Regions from separate parts of the Gossypium hirsutum genome. Here region 2 is linked to region 1. Evidence: chromatin contacts called from public Hi-C data. All regions are on one chromosome and are shown on one strand. The core of a region is the stretch at or near the end of the contact, and the rest is flanking DNA. Distances in the headings are between cores, read along the strand shown.

Region 1 (3,106 bases), core at 558-3,057:
GGCCTTTCGCCATGGAGGAATGTGCATTCCCTTCTTCTTCAGGCATTGCTTTACCGCCTCTGAAACAGTAACAATTATCTTCTGGAGACGATCAGCTTTGCCAACGAAGATGAAGGGAAGCATTTGGAGGATTGATTTGTAAGTCTTCGTTGATCGGGCGAGTTCGAACTCTGATCTGAAATCGATGTCGATCAACATTCGTTCCCCCTCAATTATCACGTCTATGTATTCGTACTCCCCTGCTAATTAAAAATAGAAAGTGTTATTATTTCTAAATTGTTAAAATAAAATAAAATCAAGCCATTAGCATAGGAATCGGATACTAGCATAAATATCTGTATGACAAATTTGAAGACGAGTTAATAATACAAATAAAAAGGGAGAAAGAAAGTACCGGCGGGGCAAGAGGGAGATTTTTCCCAGCAAGATTTGCAGATAGAAGCATCATATCCAAGGGTCAGTAATCCATCAGTGACCATTTTCCTGCAAAAATCATCTTTACTCTTACAGATCTTGTTCTTCTCCACAATCTTCGCCGTATCCGCCAATAAAATCTTTTCACTCACACTCATAGGACAAATCAAATTCTGTTCCATAAAAGATGAGCTACACATTTAAAAAATAAGCTACAATTTTACAATTTAAGGAAAAAGGCGGAAAATATTGTAATACCTTTAGGATTTCAGATGCTTCAGCGGGAGAATTAAGATTGGAGTCACCAAAGAAACTATCCATATCGTCTTCGGAGCTGTCGCTGCAGTTACGGTTGAAGCAGTTACAGCGGTTACGGCTGCATCTAACAGCACAAGATTGTTGTTTCTCGTTGTTTTCTTCTATGAAATTCTGAACCATCTTGGCCAAGCAAACAGAGCTCGGCTCGAACTCACCGGCGTATTCCTTGCTTAAAGGGAGCTCATCGGCGGCGATGGTACCGATCTTATCCGTCGTGGAATTTCTTAGAACGCTAGGGAACGGCCGTTCAAACAGCCGCTTGAACCTCGATTTCACCAAAGGCTTTACTGTTTCCGACCGCGGCAGCGCTGCCTCTTCTAGCGTGTTGAAATCGATCGGCTGGATCTTCATTGGGAAAGGCATGTTTCTCGGTCTTCAAAAAAAAAAAGAAAAAAAAAGCCGCTTCTACCTTTACTACGGCAACACTTCAAACTCTCGTTGATTCTTCTCTTTCTGATGAGATCAGCACACGCAATTGACACAGAAATTCATGTTGGAGAGACAAAAAATAATGCAGTTAATCAAGACACGAGACTCTTAACTCTTAACGTTGATTATAATATACAATTATTTGCTTCTCATTTGCCAAACAAGGGATGGAATAACTTCATAACTCTGCTAAGTAGAGTCGCTTTGCTTACGAGTTTTTTTTTTTTTCACTTTTTTTTTCAGATACGGTTAAAGTTACCGAAACACGCAACAGCCCGAGAACATAATGTTATTTCCATGGGAATTCACGCGAAGATTGTGAGTGACCAGCGAGTCCATTTTTCCGGCAACAACTCGCCGGCGAAGAGAACGAGAATTAAGAAATAAAACCGATGAAACAAGAGGTGGTGAAAAAGCCAGAAAATGGAAATGAGATGAGACTGTTAGCAGGGGCAGTGGTCCAGGGCCTTATAAAGGGTGGAGGGGTAGGGATATCTGACGTGGACCTGTTGACAAAATTTTGAAGTCCTACGTGGCGAAATATTTAATCCGTTGAATTTGGGCTACGTGTTGAACCGTGAACCGGTTCATTTTTAGTGGTGGTTACACGATGCCACGTAAAGGAGCGTGACGATAAGGTGCCGGTTTCCGTAATGGAGTCCCATGGTACTCAGGCGCTGTTAATTAGTGAAGTTAATTTAATAGGGTTTAGATAAAATTACCTAATTGGACCTCAAAGGTTGTGGTTAATTTGCTACGTCAATAGTCATCATGACTAGGAAAAAGCAATGAGAGTGTGGGTAGGATAGTCTTTTCAGTAAATTATGGTAAATTAGTGGGAAAGTGATAGGGGAGGTTAAAACTGGAAAGTACAAGTACATGGGAAAAGGTGAGGTCCACAAATCAATGACGGTTTTATTGCTTTTTTGGGATTAAAGGGGGGTGTTAAAGTAAAACGGGAAGACTGTGGGGGGGGGGGGGGGGGGCTAAATAGGGAAATCAGTGGACTTTTCCTTCCGATGCATTAAACCAGTTACCTGATGTCGTTTAGGATTAAGGAGGACACGAGTTGTTTGGGTTACGAATGAGATGTCATTTATTGCGTGTCTATTCCCAAGTTCCTATACTTTAAAAATGTTTCAGATTTAATTCTTGTATTTAAAAAATTAAATTATTTTATTTTTTCAATTTAAATATCCTAATTGTTAGTATTTTTTAAAAAAAATTGTCATTATATTATATTTATTTTTTAACAATCATATGCCTTATTATAGTTTAATTAACATGGTAAATTTTGATATAAATATTAATAATTTTAATGATTAGTTCAAAATTTAAAATTAAAAAATTAATTAAATTTTTTTTAAATACATGGGCTAAATGTCAAACTTGATCAAAACACATGGATTGTATTTGTGTATAAATTATAATATTAATAGGATAATACATACATATTTTCTCCAAGGTTGGTTTCATATTTGCAAATAAGTTTTATGTGATTCCCACATGACACGTAACATTTTTATTAAAATTCTATGTAGTCAAATCGATATGGAGAATTGGTTTAATATCTATGTTCATCTCTCTCTCCCTTGTTTTTTCAAAGTCAAAATAAAAATTGCTTAAAAAGTTGTCAGTAAATAAAGAGTGATTTTTAAATAATAATAAAAAATACAATTTAATCATTTTAATTTTAAAAATTGTGATTTGGCGGTTAAATGGCACATTTTTTTTATTAGAAAAGAAGAAAATCAATTATTATATTTTTATGAATAATATATGTGTGAAATGCATGTATTCATATTTATATATCTTCTTATAAAATATTGTTTTCTAATATTATTAATTTTTATTAAAATTTAGTTTTGAAGGACAATCTGACACCTTTACAAACTCTTTATCTTTCTACTTGTTTGATATGAAATCTGATAATATGATATTAGTT
Region 2 (2,989 bases), core at 476-2,975, 91 kb after region 1:
AATCTTTTCCGAGGTGTGATCGGATCACCTTGATCATTTTAATAAAACATTTTAATTTATTAAAATAATGATTTTGGGTCTAAAAAATCGAGAAAAAGGGTTCAGGAGTCAGTTACGCATGAGGAAGGGTTAGTACTCTCGTGACGCCCAAAATTGGTACCAATTGACTAATTAATGTCCTAATATTGAAAATTTGAAGAAAGATGTTAAATACGATCCCTTTAAAAAATATGTGAACAACCTAAGTTGGATTTTAAGATTCACTCATTCCAAGGAGTAAGATATCACGTCCAGCATGTTAGGATACGATACTTTAAGCCTCCAAAAACTGTGATCACCTCATGATTTCCAAAACAAGCAACAAAATTTAAAAATGTATTCGGTTATTTGGTCAAACGGTAAATCGGAACCCAGCACGTTAGGGCACGATTTCTCGAATTTTCAAAAACGAAACATTACCTTGTTTTTTGATTTAAGAAAACATGGATGAAATTTCGCAAGGATATTTAGTTATCCTGGTCAAACGGAAAATCAAAACCCAACACGTTAGGGCACGATCCCTCGAATTTTCGAACACAAAATATTGCCTTATTTTTGGAAAAAAACAATTGTAAATCTGGCTCAAAATGTGTTTATTTGGCTTGTTTGGGATAAAAATGAAACAAGTAAAAATTGCCTAAACACGTTAGAATTTGAACCACAATGCGATAATAAGAAATAAGCATAGTATTGAGCACGAAATAATAACATGTAAGTTCAACATTATACAAATGCATGACAATAATAAAAGTGCAAATATACGAATCAAAATACTCAATAATAACAATTTTGCAACCACCTTATTTTAAAACTAACATTTAGGTTAAAACTAACGAATAAAAAAATGTTTAAAGAATATATGTATATGAAGCAAAAATAAAAATAAAAAAATGTACCAAATTTCTCAAATAATTATAAACAATGTCAAGTCAAATAATGAAAAAGTAAAGGAATTGGAAATTAACAATATAAGAACCGTTTAAGAATAAATTATATGTAAAAGAGACTTAGAGTAACTGATGCATGTAAAAGTTTGAAATAAGCCATAAAAAAAACAAAAATTAATAATATGTAAAATAATAATATACATATTAATTTTATAATAAGTATTATGTGAAAAGAAAGTTAAAGTAAATAATATATAAAGCAATATATAGATCCATCTAAAATAAATAATATACAAAGAAATATAAATACTTTAGTATAAATAATATATACAAAAAAATATATAATATTTGAATTAACAAATATTCAAAAAGGAAATTTTTAAGATAAATAAATTATATTAAAATAAAACGAAAATATCAAAGGGAAAAAATGAAGACAGTGTGAAATCAAATAAATAATTTAAAATAATATGTTAAAAAAATGATGAATAACTCGTAAATAATTTAAAAAAAATTAAAAACTGAATTGAAATGAAAGCAAAATCAGATGAATAATTTATGAACAAACCAAACTATTAAAACAGAATTAAGGACAGAAATAAGATGCGAACAAAAGAACAATGATTAAAAAATGCAAATGTTCCGAATCACAACAAGCACTGCCCAGACGCGGACCGAATTGAAACAGCGCGCAAACCTTTGGGAAAAAATGAAAAAAAAAACATAAAAGGGACAGATTAAAGATGGCGCAAAAAAAAAGAAGGACTGGATGCGCAAATTGCCCATTTAAGGGGAACATGCGTTGATTCAGCCTGTCAATGCGCAGGCTATCACTTTCCCTCCCCCAAATGCTATTAAAACTAAAACCTTTATTTTAATATATTTTTTTAAAACATAAAAAAACCTTTAGAAAACCCAATGCATTTCCTTTCTAACCCTTTCTGCTAGGGTTTCATTCCAAAACATGCAGTCGTCAAACCACCATCATACGGTAGCCGGCGGTGCATAGGCAAGGGCTGATTTCGCCAATAGAAGAGAACTCCAACTGTGCCCATAGAGGTTTGGTAAATGCTCTCCCTTCCTTCTTCTTTTTATTACTTCTTTTGCAAACCCAAAAATAAATAAAAGAACTCAATAAACAAGATCAATCAAGAATCACCTCTTAAATTATTTTTTTTGCCCTTGTTTCTTTGCAATCGATTTTTGTGTATAGATTGTATTCTCCGTAACAAAAAAAAAACAAAGAGTATTCGTGGACTTTTATAGCCAGTTTTACAACGGTTTTTTTGCCTGTACAAGTTGCAGGTATGGTGAACGTGGTTCGAAGTGCAAGGACGTAGAGCGAGCAATGAGCGAGTCGAGGGTCGTGTGTGGGATGTGCGTGGTGGCTGCTAGTGGCTGCGGCGTGAGGCAAATGGGAACCCTAGGGTTTCTAAAAATTTCAAAAAATCTAGGCTTATCGGGCTTGTTTAATTCAGGTCTGTATTTGGGTCTATTTTTTGGGTTAGTTTCATTTTTTTTGGTTTGTTATATTTAGTGATTTGGGCCGTTTCATGCAATTAAGTATTTGGGCCGGGCAAAAATTAGGTTTTACCGCTGCCCCTCTTTACTCGTTGTCGTGTAACGAGAATGAAGCAAAGATCATAGAAAGGTCAATTATGCCCGGTCTTGCCACATCTCGCCCTCTTTATCCTCATCTTCTTCAAGTAGCCCCATTCCAACCCACTGCATCTTCAGGGGTATAGGAATTGTGCCTTTAATCCACTCTACATCCTCAATCTGCTCTATTGCGACTTCAGGGAAATAAAATTTGTAATTTTGCACCTGCTCCACTGCAACGTTAGGGAGATAATGCTGCAATTTTTAGTCTACTTCCTTGCTACCTTAGGAAGATAAGGCTTGTAACTTCAACCTGCTCTCTTGCTACCTCGGAGAGATATGGTTGGTGGCTGAAATCTACTCAATTGCCGATACATGGAGATAAGATTCGCCATCTTTGATCTTCTCCACTACTGCTTAGGGAGATAAGATCTGTAATTTTCAGTCTGCTTCCTTGCTACCTC

What was found. A called contact is a pair of places that touch in the nucleus more often than the background predicts.
Region 2: a contact with region 1 is called in a Hi-C map of leaf, with 2.3 times the contacts expected there. The contact joins the enhancer-like site here to the promoter of LOC107950993 in region 1.

Annotation. Positions count from the first base shown.
Region 1 is chrA08:10,836,912-10,840,017 of Gossypium_hirsutum_v2.1, forward strand. It overlaps LOC107950993, which reads right to left and starts at 1,808. Exons shown (of 5, transcript XR_005900133.1): 1 at 673-1,808; 2 at 395-587; 3 at 1-239.
Region 2 is chrA08:10,927,791-10,930,779 of Gossypium_hirsutum_v2.1, forward strand. No RefSeq gene overlaps it. Among protein-coding and RNA genes, the nearest start is that of LOC107950963, 9.1 kb to the left of the region's middle. Within about 2 kb of position 1,726, at least 1 of the 9 cell types and tissues checked has an H3K27ac peak or open chromatin away from gene starts, as enhancers often do. A contact at or near this core is called in leaf, where this site is marked.